Linked DNA regions of Mus musculus: region 2 is linked to region 1. Evidence: chromatin contacts called from public HiChIP or PLAC-seq data. All regions are on one chromosome and are shown on one strand. The core of a region is the stretch at or near the end of the contact, and the rest is flanking DNA. Distances in the headings are between cores, read along the strand shown. Region 1 overlaps Jak1 (Janus kinase 1). Region 2 overlaps Gm12796 (a long non-coding RNA gene).

The links. HiChIP or PLAC-seq counts read pairs in DNA pulled down with a chosen protein or histone mark.
Region 2: an H3K27ac HiChIP or PLAC-seq map of thymic regulatory T cells shows a contact between it and region 1, with 5 times the contacts expected there. The contact joins two enhancer-like sites. A contact is called at or near these places in 2 of 15 datasets of contacts at CTCF or cohesin (CD8 T cells and large pre-B cells), 17 of 484 Hi-C or Micro-C datasets (CD4 T cells, CD8 T cells, CD8 central memory T cells and 10 more), 24 of 115 datasets of contacts at active chromatin or transcription factors (the 230-238 cell line, CD4 T cells, CD8 T cells and 16 more) and 4 of 9 other capture datasets (adipose tissue, bone marrow-derived macrophages, liver and 1 more).

What each region holds. Positions count from the first base shown.
Region 1 is chr4:101,164,848-101,171,700 of GRCm38.p6, reverse strand. Jak1 (Janus kinase 1) reads left to right here. Exons shown (of 25, transcript NM_146145.2): 11 at 280-466; 12 at 5,052-5,158. Among named protein-coding and RNA genes, the nearest start is that of Gm24468, 18 kb to the left of the region's middle. Within about 2 kb of position 3,315, at least 66 of the 459 cell types and tissues checked have an H3K27ac peak or open chromatin away from gene starts, as enhancers often do. A contact at or near this core is called in CD8 T cells, CD8 central memory T cells, the HPC-7 cell line and 6 more, where this site is marked.
Region 2 is chr4:101,288,568-101,295,420 of GRCm38.p6, reverse strand. Gm12796 (a long non-coding RNA gene) reads left to right here. Exons shown (of 2, transcript XR_003955080.1): 1 at 1-2,336; 2 at 2,901-3,733. Among named protein-coding and RNA genes, the nearest start is that of Gm12796, 3.7 kb to the left of the region's middle. Within about 2 kb of position 2,765, at least 321 of the 459 cell types and tissues checked have an H3K27ac peak or open chromatin away from gene starts, as enhancers often do. A contact at or near this core is called in CD8 T cells, CD8 central memory T cells, the HPC-7 cell line and 6 more, where this site is marked.

The DNA.
Region 1 (6,853 bases), core at 2,066-4,565:
CTTTTGCAACAATCCTGTGACATTTTTTCACGACCTTCATCTCACAGGTCAAAACGCAGATGACCTTTCTGTAGCTGTAAGCTCTCCATATGTGACGTGCTGGCCCCTTTTTACTTTCCGGGTACTATTTCATTATTGACTTACTGCTTGGTTGGCTTGTTGATGAAGTTTATTGGGGGATATTTTTAGACATACAGTTTCTACACCTTCTTGCTCAGTGACCCCTAATATTACATTGCCTGATCCCATTGTAAACATGGTTGTTTTTGTGGATGGCAGGTATTGGGTGGCCAGAAGCAGTTCAAGAACTTTCAGATTGAGGTACAGAAGGGCCGCTACAGCCTGCATGGCTCTATGGACCACTTTCCCAGCCTGCGAGACCTCATGAACCACCTCAAGAAGCAGATCCTGCGCACGGACAACATAAGCTTTGTGCTGAAACGATGCTGTCAGCCTAAGCCTCGAGGTTTGTCTCTGTTAGAGCCAAGCTGTGTTCCTCTGGGTTGTCCTTTGCCAGTTGTGATGCTTTACCCATGTGGGCCAAAGGATGCTATCTGAGTTCAAGAAACTGTAGTCCTAGGTGTTTTTCTCTAAGCTCTGTCTCAGGTCTGTCCCCATGTCACATCTCATCTCTAGTGCCAGTGTTGTCTGTATAACATACACCTCTCCTCAGTGCCCCAGTGAGACTGCAGAAGAGTCTGCTCAGGATTAATAAGCACAGATTTCTTTGTTCTTTGAGTAAAGTGGCTTGACAACTCAGTTTGGTTTATGTATGTTTCTGGCACATCTGAGGGCTAAGGAACTGTGTTATAACAGTGGGAAGTCCCAGGCCCTGGTCACTGAGGGTGTGTAGATCACTGAGACCACCTCAGTAGTTGATGGGTGATAGATAACATACCCTAGGGTGAAAAGAGAGAGAAACAGTCCAAATCTCTGAGTCCTGAGCAGATGTTGAGCGTAGTGTTGGGTTATGAGAGGGAGGTGCCAGTTTGGCAAAGGCCTGCCCAGTAGAGCTGATGCAGGACCAGTGTGGTAGGCCAGGGCAGGAGCTGTAGGGAGCTTCAAGAGGACCACTGTGAAGTAGAGAAGGACAGGAGAAATGGAACTGAGGAGAACAGATTGGCTGCCATACCAAGGGACTGCAGCCTTCTCCTGCAGTCAGAGGGCTATAGAAGGAGCAGGAACTAAAACCCAGGCAAGGGCCCAGGGACTCACCTGGTTTTGGTTAAGCTCTGAAAGAAGCATGGCTAATGTCCATGAGGTAGACTCCTTGCCTCAGAATGTGAGTGTGAAAGGATGCTTTGGGGGTTACCTGGCCAGAGGCCTCCTCTCACAGAATGAAATTAGTCTCATGGAAAGTACGGTAACTTGGGGTCAGGTCTCACCCCAGATACTGGATCCTCATATATTGGAGTTTTTGTTTCTGCACCCCAACATGCTGTCTTGCCTTTGCTGGATCTGTCCTTGGAAGTCTTAAGACCTTGAAGAGAAGGCAGCACACAAGCTCTTGACACTAGCCTTGGAGCAGGCCCTTTGAGACTATATTGTTCTTTAAGGGATTACCTTTGAGTAAGGAACAGGTAGAAAGGGCTTGGGTTTTCTAGAAGTACTAGTGATTAAATCCAGGGCCTCATGCACATAAGTCAAGTGTTTACCCAAGTGTTTCTGCTGAGCTACACTTCTAGCCCAGGGCTTTGAGTTTACAATGTGTGAATTATATTTTAGTCTCAGCAAAAGGCAAGTTCCTGAATTTGGTGAAAGAGGAAGGTTGTGTTCTTGTTGATCAGATAGGGTTACCTGCCAGCCTCAGAGTAACTGCAGCCTTTGTTTTCATGCTAGCCAGTGTGCCACAAAGGGCGAAAACACACCTGCCTCTTGGCCATGAAACCTCAGAGCTCCTTAGGGCTTTAAAGCCCAATGGTCTTATTTTTTACATGACCTCCCTTCTGGTGTTAAAAGAAGATCTAACTTCCCTAGGGATCATGGTCCCCGGGAGAAGACAGCATCCACGGAATTGAGAAGGCCAGGGGCTAGGATGTGCTTTACTTGAAGGTTGCTGATACAGACCTCTGATGTAGCTACCACCTCTAACAGCAGAGACTGGAAGCCAGTAGCTTTGGAGGGAAGAGTGGGGGAACAGCGTTGAATACTTGGGTGGCTTTTCCCGAGGCTCTTCTGAAACGGAGCACTGAGAGTGCCTTCTGTCTACTTTTCTCACTTGCTTTAGAACTCTGAAGGTCTGAGTTTTCACTCACTGCTCTGTGATTCATGGGAAGCCTAGAATGCACACCAGATCTTGTGCAGGACTGTCCCATTGGGTGATAATATTTGAGCAGCTTCCACTGTAGCAGTACCTACTACTTTCAAAGTAGTGTAGTGACTATCTTATTGTTTATTGTTTTTTTTTTTTCCACATAGGAAGTTGGTTTCAGGGATATTCAGTGAATTGCTCAAGGCTTCACAGCTGATGGCATCAGCAGTAGTATAGTAGTGACAGTGAATAATAACAATGGCTACTGACATCTTAGTGAGTGTTTGGTCTGCCTGTTTGAAGGCCTTCCATGTTGTAGACCATTTAATTATCAGAAGAATTCAGGATGCTTGGCCAAGACTCCAAGTGAACAAAGATTGGAGATTTGAACACCCTGTCTGACCTGAATACACTGATATGTCCTCCCCATTCCATCTTCATATGCTTTGCATAGGAATAGGTACTGTGGTCAGCTATCTCTGGGACACAGGGTATCTCATCTGAGGGGAGGGAGAGAAAGCTGAGGAGCCCAGTGTGGATCGTCCTCGTATTAGTTCTCAGAACCTGCAAATTAGAGAAGAGCTAAAATCAGGAATGTGTAACACAAAGAGTGTCGTTACAGGTTGCTCAATTTCTCTGCACTTGTAACTAGGGTTCCCAGAGCCAGATACTCTGATCTAGGTTTTACACTGCAGTATACATCGCTTTGTGGAATAGAGAAAAGGCAGGGAAAAGCCAGGAAGCCAGACAGAAGCATATGATAGATAAGTAAGCCCTTGGTCAGGCCCAGCACTCAGGCCCACACACCACTGAACATGTGTCAGTACCTATTCCCTGGGGCCTCCTCAGGATGGGCAGGTGTGATGCTGATTTCCACTTAGTTGCTCCTTGTAGAAGATGTCTGCATTCTGATGCACAAGGCTGGAACGCTCTGGTGGAAGACTAAGGTGGTGGTTGATCATGACGACAGTGGCTGCCAGTAGTGAAGCCTTTACTGCATACTAAAGAAAGCTCTTCTGGGCATGGTCTCATCTGTTTCACTTAGCAACCTGAGGAGGGCACAGCTTTCTTGAACGAAACATCCTTATGATGGTGAAATGGCTCCCTCTCTCACAGGTCAAGTGTAGTGCAGGTCCCCACACAGATAACCAAGCCTGAGCCACTCTAGACTCATCCTACTCTCTGATTCCCAGATGGTCGGCCACCAGCCTCTGTCTGCCCTCGTGCCACCAGTCAAATAGCCTCATTGTATTTGACTCCTTTCCCTCCTCAAGATGGCTGTACAGAGCCTTTTTATTTAAATTGTATTTTCCCAGGCTAGCATCAAAAGAGAACCGTGCAAGGAATGGGCTCAGAAAAAAGGAGCACCCAGATGACTGAAGCCAGTTTCTGGTACTTAGATTTGTACCCCAGGAAAGTCAGACTAGAGCTGTGCCTGGATGCTCTGTGAAGCCTTCCTCTCTGGCTTAGCAAGCTCTGTGGTTAGGTTGCTGAGTCTCTTTGAGCCTTTGTTCTGATCTAGAGTACAGATAAGGATGTTGACAATTCCTGTCTCTTGAGCTTAGGCAGAGGAGTTAACAGTTTCTTATAGAACTGTACCCAGCATAGAGAAAACAGAACATATGAATGTAAACAAAAAAAAGACCATATGAATGAAAACAGAACAAAAGAAGATTTGAGGGGCCCTTATTGTACTCATGTAACCAGTGTTGTAACCTATTGCTTAGCAGTTTATTTACACTAGTCTGTGTGTGGGTTCTGTGAACTGTGCCTTGGAATTTCTACAGAGTTTTGGGAACTTTCTTATCAGAATCCAAGAATTAGAACTCCCATGTGAGAACTCATTGTCATCCCGTGCAAGAAAGTGGAACAGGGAGATCATCTGTGAGTTGTCACTTCCCCAGTGGTACTGGTCCAGCTAAAGGAAGTACACGGTGTGTTCAGGGACTATGTCAGGTCTACCTGATTCCCAGAGGATTCTGTACTATGTCTGAATTTGGAAGGCAGCTTACAAAGGATAAATTCCTTAGATCCTATGTAACCCAGGCCTGGCAGACCTGGTCATGCATTGTGTTTGCTGTTTATCTTAGTAAAGTTTGGGAAATGGCCTACTCCTAAGCCACATGTGAGGTTCTAGCTTCATTAGCAAGATTTCTAGGATCCTATTCTAAGTTGCTTTTCCCTTTCATCTGCATATAGCTTGTACTTTCCTTTTTCACAGAGTTCCCTAGCCTCAAGGCATCTGTGTTCCTCATTCAGTTCACCCCTGGTGCTTCCTACATTTAACAAAGTCTTGTTGGGAACTGGGAAATAGAGTGCTTGCCTAGCATGCACGAGCCTGGTAACTTGTCGAGCATTCGTTATGTTCTAGGCTGTAGGCATAGAGCAGAACATGAAACAGACATGGTCCCCGGCTTCTTGAGACTGACTTTTGTCATTTGTTTTATTATTCTTTTGGAGACAGCCTAAGCTATTCTCCAACTCACTGTTTGCTCTCAGGTGCTGAGATTATAGGCATGTGCCATCATACCTGACCATTTCCCAAAGGAGCCTTCCCTCACCTCAGATCCTGCTGTGTGAACCCTGGCTAAATCATAGCTCTCCATGTGCTCTCTGACTCCTGTTGACTCTGTCATTAGCCTGTGAGCTCCTGGAGGGTATGAATTAAGCATTTACCCGATACAGACTTGTTCATGATGTAACTAGCAAACCCTTGTGTTGGGTAAGCCCCATGGCTCAGCACACAATGCTAGCCATGCCAGTGCAGAATGCTGCTTAAAATTCTCTGATCTTTTCACAGAAATCTCCAATCTGCTCGTAGCCACTAAGAAAGCCCAGGAGTGGCAGCCTGTCTACTCCATGAGCCAGCTGAGCTTTGATCGGATCCTTAAGAAAGATATTATACAAGTAAGTCCCCACTAAGGGTCTTTGTCCAACTTTGGTCCTGACACCCCATAGGGGAGCCCCCTAGAGATTTAAGTGTGTGTGTGGGTAAAGTCTGCTTTGGGGATATTCTAGTGGAAAGAGAACAACGAGGTAAGGCCACGCAAGCCCACCTTTCATTTTACCCAGTCTTGCTGTTGGCCTTCCCCTGAGAGACTAATCCTTGATGGACTTGGATGAGGAGGTGTGGACTACCTGGGGTAGAGGAATGGGATCACTAACATGTCAGTAGAGGTTGGTCTCAATGGAGTCTCCACCCCACAGAGTGCTGTGTAATAGTGCTCAGTCCTGCTTTTTCAGAAGGGACTTCTGAAAGGAATAGAGAGAAGAACAAAGACTACAGGGCAGGGCAGAACAAGAGCTGGCTTCAGAAAGGGGACCCTTGGGGAGCTCAGAGCATTGCCCCAGCCTTCCTGGGATAGCCTTTGCTACCCAGAATATTCAGACTAAGCCAGACCCACAGAGGCGCTTACACATCTGCGGGTAGTTGCCACCCTCAGTAGCATGTGTGGTTATGTAAAATCTAGTCTTGGAAGGGCAGAACTCATTTCCTAGGGAAGGACACTAAAGCAGAGGCCCAGAAGATGAGTCACCAAGGCTCTGCTCGGACAGAGAGAACTGTGTTGATGGATGCTGACGTGGACATTGGTCTTTGTGGGTTCTGTTACCTAGCCCTTGGAATTAAGTCTTCTTCTAGAGGAGAGTAATTGTCTTAAAAGCATATGCCTTTTATGGAACGTTCTGGGAATGCAGCTTCCCATAATGCTGATGGATCACCTCATGACAGATGCAGCTCTAATGAATAGTTGCAGGACTTTGCCAGAGTACAGCAGATAGGGAGGATAAATGGCCACTCTGCTGTGACAGATAACAAGTGGTGGTATTTGTGTAAATTAATATACCCGATTAACAGTGGTGTCTCTTTCTGTAGGGAACAGGCTTCCTAGATATCGACCACAATCCATTTTCTATGTTTGCAAGAGCTTCCATAAGAGCTCCTGTCTACAAGCTTTGTGGGGCTAATGTTAGCAGCTCAATATTATTATGTTTTATGAATCACATTTTGATTTTCAAATATTAGAAATTAAAAATGAGAAATATTGAAACTCAGTTCCGGAAGGGTCCTTAGAAACAGATCGTTCTGTGCATGGGCTTATCCGTCTGGTGGTACCGTCACCTTCCTTCACGTGAGGAAAAACCCAGCGCAGCCCTCAGCTTGGGCTGATGCAGACATGATTGATGCTTTTCAAGTGGCTTGTGCATGTCCTGGTGATGGGTGCTGCCAAGTGGTGGGGCAGGGAGTGGGGGAGTGGAGCATGTACTGAAAGGCTCTGAAACGGAACACACAGGCTGAGCAGTCAAGTTCCTGCACACTGTGTGTCTATAGCAGAAGCCTTTATACCTAAGCTCCTTACTCGATTCACTACATTGCGACGCAGGTGTCATTAGGACTCCATTTACAGAGACTAGGCTAAGATCAAGCACCATGAAGGAATGCATCTTAGTTGAAGGCCAGGAAGCATCAGAGCGAGAGGATGAAGGCTCCTTTACTTTTCCTCCAGCCTGAGAGTAGAGATGCCATCTGGCAGAGTACTCCCATAAGTCTCTCTGGAGAGCTGGCTGTTAGATACTGTTCACAGGTTTGTGATAGACTGCAGC
Region 2 (6,853 bases), core at 1,516-4,015, 120 kb before region 1:
TCCATGCTGCAACCTCAAGCTGTGTTTCAGTGTGCTTGCACAAAGTCACATGCTCACTAGCAGTGTGCAAGAGTTTCTATTGTCACACAACACTCCTCCTCACTTGGAATTGTCTGTTAGGTGTGCAGAAATGTCCTGGGGAGGTTGCACTTTGGATTTCCATCCTTGCTTACAAATTTGACGATCTCTTCATAGGTTTGATGATAATTTGAGTTTCTTCTTCCCCAAAGAAACTGTGTTAGTCTTCTATCCATCTCCTTTAATGACAAGCACCACGTGAAATTTCCTGATGAATACATGTCTGAGCTTTAGTGTATTCCTGTTCCTAATTCTTCATCGTTTATACTCATTTAAGAACATGAAAATATTTAAAGTTATACTACTCCAGCACTACTTGCTGACAGGCCCTTCCTTAAATAAAGATTCTTCAGGCCTTATTTACACGTGTCTGAATCTAGGTCTAGTCTCTTCAGAGTCACTGATTCAGTTTTATATCTTGTACCGACAAATAGTATCTAATTATTACTTTATAAATTTTATGTTATTTTACTATTTATTTTTGGATGGGGTCTTGCTATGTATACCCCACGCTGACCTGGAACTTGCTATGTAGCCCAGGCTGATAAACTCAAAATCCGCCTGCCTCTGCTTGCCCAGTGCTGGAATAATAGGCGTGCGCCACCTTGATCAACTTTATAAATTATTTTCATATTTACTTATTTATTTATGTATGTGGGGAGTGTGCCTAGGTGCATTCAGATATCAGCAAGGATGACAGATCCCTGGGAGCTCCAGTTAAGGCAGTTGTGAGATGCCATCACATAATTCCTTCACAGCCAAGAGTTTTCGTTTGGGTTACATTATCACAACTGAGTTATAACCATCATTGTAGAAAGTTTTTTACAACCCATAAAAGAATCACTTCATTCATGATTCCCACTTTTGAAAAATGATTTATTTTATGATATGACAACCCTGTCACTCTCTTCAGACACCCCAGAAGAGGGCATTGGGTCCCATTACAGAGGGTTGTGAGCCCCTATGTGGATGCTAGGAATTGAAAACATGACCTCTGGACGAACAGTCAGTGCTCTTAACTGCTAAGCCATCTCTCCAGCCCATGATTACCACTTTTAATTTGGGTTCCTTTGATCCTCACATCTATTTGTTTGGCATCTGGTGCCCAAATTAAACATTTGTTATACATGGTCACCCTAGAAATGCCAAAGACAACACGCGAGCCTGTAAGTCTGTCCTTGTCCCGTATATTTTCAGACTGAATATTCTGAAAGATGAGCAGCAAATCTATTCCAAGCCTAAATGATCCAGTCCAGCATAGAGCAATTCACTTGACAATTCACTTCCGAAACCAGCTGGCACATCGGCAGAACACTGAACAGTTTAATCATCAAAGTAATGTTATTGGGAACTTGGCATTTTAGATCTGATCTTGGAGAAACGTTCGTGGTCCCTCTCTTTTTCATTAGGTATTTTGTGCGATATTTCGAGTGCTCTCAACTGGTGAAAATAACTGAAATGAGTAGCTGATACCTTCCCGGGACACTGCCAAATTTAGCCCTTTTAGGGGCTAGACTTATTGCTTCCTTTTGTAATGTGGAGTCAGGAGTTGCAGTGATTGCTAAGGAAGGCGCACTATTTTCTTAAAAGGAAACCATCCCCCACCTCGTCCTTACAACTACAACCCAGACATTGCCTGCAGTCTACATTAGCTAGGTGACTTCAGGCACACCATTTAATTTCTAGGTTTCCTGTCTCTAAGATAATGGCGTGGACTACTGACACAGTCTTCTGTATGCTGCCTCCACGCTTCCTGGGTCCACCGTCGGTGTCAGGGCGGATTCCTGAAGATCTGCAATACAGCTTCCCCCTCCTTCCTCTATGGCACATGCCTGTTTCTCCCCCACCCCCAAAACGTGCTGCTTGAAGGTATACCACGGAGAAGGGCCAAGTCAGCTGTAGCCACCCGGCGCCAGCCTGGAGCTGGTGGCTGCTGCGTGAACTTGCCCTTCTTTGACAAGTGCATTCTAGACGTTAAAGTGCGGCCCAGTCACCCGAAGAAATACGGCTTGGAGTGCGCCTGAGGTCGGGGCGGGGACGCCGCGGTTCTTTGCTAGGCTTGGAAACCTGGGAACCATTTCAGGCTGGGTGCGAGTCACGGGGCGATTGCACGGCAGGGATTGTGCAATGGGGCCGCGGCGGGGGACCCCGCAGGAAGTGGGGGAGGCGGCCACCGCGCTAACTCTTTACATCTAGCTTCCCAGCGGCTTCAGCGGGGTGCAGCCGAACCGGGGACCTTCTGCGGAGGGGATCAAAAGGTCCGCCTCCCCGCCGCCAAAGCTGGCCTGGCCCAGGACCCAGGGCTGCCCAGCGCCCGGTGCAGGCTCGCTGACATACGCCCGCGGGTTCCTGGGCGCTCCTCCGGCCGTAGATCCTGAGACATGCATACTGTTATTAGCCTCTCTTCGAAGTCCGGGGACAGGCTAGATATGGGACGGGTGGCTGAGATGCAAGTGTATAGGGCGTTGGCCCAGACCCGAAACTAAGTTCTGTTTCCGGTGGCTGTGTGTGTGCTTTTGGGGCCCTTAGGGTGGTATCATGGTATTTGTTGGAAGAGCTGGATAGCATTCCACAGATCTGGTCACTATTTTCAGTAAGATTTGGGGAAACAGAGGCACCAATTGAACTAGTTGCCAGTTATCCCAGCAGTAGGCTGAGGAGGGAGGATTGCAGCGAGATAGACACAGGCCAGCCTGGGGTGCACAGTGAAACTGAGAGACAGAGGAGAAAGGAGAGCGGAGAGAGATGGGGAAAGGAGAGAAGTGGGAGTTGAAATTACGAGTTTGCCCATCTAGGGGCTTACTTCGCCCTCCTTTTGGCAGAGCTCTCAGAAACATCTGGGCCTGGGTTTCCTGATAGTGACACCCGGCGGAGACCTGAAGTAGCCTCGATCGACGCTGGCTCTTGCAGGCGGAAGATCGAATTCAGTCCACAGAAAATTCAACGTAAGCCCGGTGTCATCTCACTAAACGACAGCTACAGCCGTCTCTTGGTCCCATTCTAGGGCTATTCTGGTCAGTTCGCGGGTCCACGCGCCACTGCCTTCCCTCGCGGCAGCTTCCGAGCAGCTCGGAGGCTGGAGCGTGACTTCTCAGCGGCAGGGCGGCGGTGGCGTGGGCGGGCATCTCCGGGAAAGCGAGCAGAGGAAGTGGAGTCAACGCGCAGGCCGCTTGCCAGCGCGGGCCTCGGGGACACAGCGTGGGGCTGCGGAGCTCCGAGCTGGCCTGTCTGCGCCTCCTGCAAACTCCAGGAACTGCTACAGCCCAGAGCAGCTGGTTCCAGCTGTGCAAAGTCCAGTAAATTGAGCTGAGCACAGCACGCTCCCTCTGAGGCGCCCTCCTGTAGCAGTTTCAGGGTGCACACGGAACTTTGGAGAAACATTTATCAGGAAAGCAAAATAGGCTAATGGGAGGATTTCTTTGTTTTAATCATAAAACCTTGAAAATTATCCCAGCTGTTTGGATAATCTTTTTTTAATCATAAAATGACTAGTCTTTAAAAAGTCAGGTAATTTTTTTCAAAACCTGAATGAAAAAAAAAATTGAAATGGCAGCACTCAGACCCACTAACAGCATGATTAATAACCGTACTACATGAACTCACAAGAACCAAAACATTTACTAACATTTTCTTGTTTAAATATTACTTTAAAAAATATGTTCCATGCATATGTTAATGATTACTATGCATTTTGCATTTACTTAACCAATGCCCCATCGAAGAACGTAAGGTTGTATATTGAATGATGATGTTTAAATAGGACTTTGGTGTTCAGCCTTGCAGCTCGATCTTAGAAGGCATTCTCAACTATTTACATAGATAAATTTCCTACAGGGTGTATTAATTGAGGGTTGATAAGCATTGCCCTCCCCCCAGGCCTGTCCTGCTTTATTGCTTTTTGCTCCTATTTCCACCAGTTTGCCCAGATTTTCCATACCGTATACTCACTAAGTATCTCTAAGTATCACACAACAAATATTCCAGGAGACAAAGTGCACCACAGCAGAGAAATCAATAAACGTTGTTGTCAGTGGTCTCACTAATGTTAAAGCCCTGTGCCGCCAGGTCCTGAGATTAAGAAAAGACTTGTTTCCAGATCGGCAGGTTTCAGGGAACAATACAGAAGAATGAGGAGGGCACAGTGGGCATTCTGGTGAAGAAACACAGTGCCCTAGGTGCCTGGTATGTGTTCATTGACTTGGGGAATGGCGTGTTGTCTTATGTAACTTCTTGTACTGAGAATAAACTAGGAAAGAGGGCAGGGACTCAAGAAAAAGATAGAGTTTGTTATGCTGAAGAAGAAAGGAGGGAGAGAAAGGAGGAGGAGAGAAAGAAAGAAAGAAAGAAAGAAGAGAAGGGAAGGGAAGAAGAGAAGCGAAAGAGAAAAGAAAAGAAAGGAAAAGAAAAGATAAGTTTGGGCTGCAAGTGTAGCTGAATGTTAGAGCTTTGTGTATGGGGTCTTGGGTTCAATCCCAGCCCCAGAATAAAATTTACATTTTATTCACATAGCAACTAAAAAGAGTAATTCAAAGATGATAGTGAAGCTGGATTTCATCACTTATCTTTGACTTCAGTGGACCCCATAACGTCCTTGCAGAGAGGAGAGGGAAATTTTAAAAGGACATTTCCCAGGAGTTTTGAGAACTACAGAGAATCAATCGATTTCACTGGCACCAGCCACCACGCCCATAACACTTAGACAGTATACAGTGTATATCACATTTGTAAATGTCTTTCCCCCTACCTTTAAAAACTTATTTAATTATTTGAGAGGTAGAGGCAAACGAAGTCTCAGAGTTCGAGGCCAGCCTGGTCTACTGAGTGAGTTCTAGGACAGCCAGGGCTACACAGAGGAAACCATGTCTTGAAAAACAAACTAACAAATGAATTGTTTTGTGTTTGAGATTTCGGGTGCTCTTGGAGTCTAGAAGTCTTAGATCCCCTCTAGAGCCATCCAGTGAACGTACCGGGAGTCAAACTTGGGTCACTGGAAGGGCAGTGCACACTGTTAACGGCTGAACCATTTCCAGCCTCTATTCATTTTTTTTAAGTTTTAAAAATGAAATCTTATATATTTATTTATTTACTTGTATGTATGTGTTTTGTGTGTGTATGTTTGTTTGTTTGTGTGTTTGTATGTGTTTTGTGTGTGTATGTATGTTTGTCCATGTGTTTGTATGTGTGTGCATGTGAGCATGTATGAGACCATGACTCTATGCATGGGAAAGTTAAAGGACAACTTAAGGGAGCCAGTTCTCTCCTATTATTTGAGTTCCGGGGATGGAGTTCAGATCATCAGCCTTGGTTGCAAGCACTTTTACCCAGGGAGCCATCTTTCTGGCTGGTACATACTTTTTTTTTTTTTTAATAAATGAAAGATAGCATGTTATATTTTCTAATGTGTAAGACTCCTCAAATGCAACCAATTGTTCTATAACACACACACACACACAAAGGGAACTCATCTGGCTGCTGCAATCATGTATATTATCCTTTTATCCTTTTCATGTGTCTTCTCATCACTAATGGATTGCCTTCCTCTTTAGCAAAGAAATAAGCACAGAGAACACTAGGTTTTAAAATATGTAACTGTCTCTCACTTGGGAAAGCTTCATTGATGTAGACTGTCAATATTCTCTTAAACCACGTTTGCAGTTCCACTTACAGCCCATCGATAGTGTCTGCTTGTTTGAAGGGGTGATAGGGGAGCCAACAACACTAAATAAGATAGATTACAGATCACATTCACCTCTCCCTCTCAGCGAGCCTGGCAGACATAGCTCCCTTATCGCAAATGGGAGTTTGGAGCACAGACCTCTTGCCTCTTCTCAGTTTACCAATCCATCACTCCCAATCTCTGCAGCAGGTTGCAAATGGTATTTAGCTTTATCTGTAATTGCTTAGATGGTTTGAATAGATGATCTTGTCAGAAATGGCTAGCACCCACAGGTTTGGTTTCTCCTATTCTACCCCTCCTGCACCAAAAGAGTGAAGTGTCTATCAACAGCCTAGAATAGAGAGGGTCCTAGCAGAGCGGTAGTTGCTTCTGTAGAGTCAAGGCTGAAGCAGGCACACGCGTCTTGTTTGTTTAGCACTTGGGAATCAGGGAGCACTTGCAGTGTGTACACTGTCACCCTTCAATCCCACTGCAATTGTTCCTGAGGGTAGGCAGGGCTGGACTATTAGGCCTATTATTCCAGCATGGAGACTGAGTGCCAGAGCCCCAAGTTTCCTTCCTGACCACGACACAAAGCCCACACATGAACCCAGCACCAGAATGTAAACCAGCACTAGGGTAGTGCTGTAGTCTCCACTGCAGATTGCTTCTGAAGCTCTCAGTTTAACTAGTGTTCTTCTAGGACCCCTTATGTGCAATCCATCAGGCTCAGAGTGTGGCCAGAGTCTTCGATGTTGCCACCGTTCTTGAAGGAACTGGACTTCATTTGGGGAAAGTTAGTGTATCGATACTGTGGCTACAGCGTGACCTACATTTTCATGTATTTTAGGAATGGAAAGAAGAGAGCGAGGGCTGTGTGTCTGGGATATTTTCACGGTGACACTCATCTATTTTAGATATTTGACCCTTAGCAGATGTATGATTTCTCCCATTTTCTATGTTTTAAGCTTTATTAATAATGTTGTTTGAAGAACAAAAGTTTTTAATTTTCTGAGGTTCAGTTTTTTATTCTGTGCTCTGGTGTCACATGCACGAATGCATTGTCAAGAGTCTGAAAAGGGGCTCGTGAGACAAAGCCCTTGCCACACAAGCGTGCGG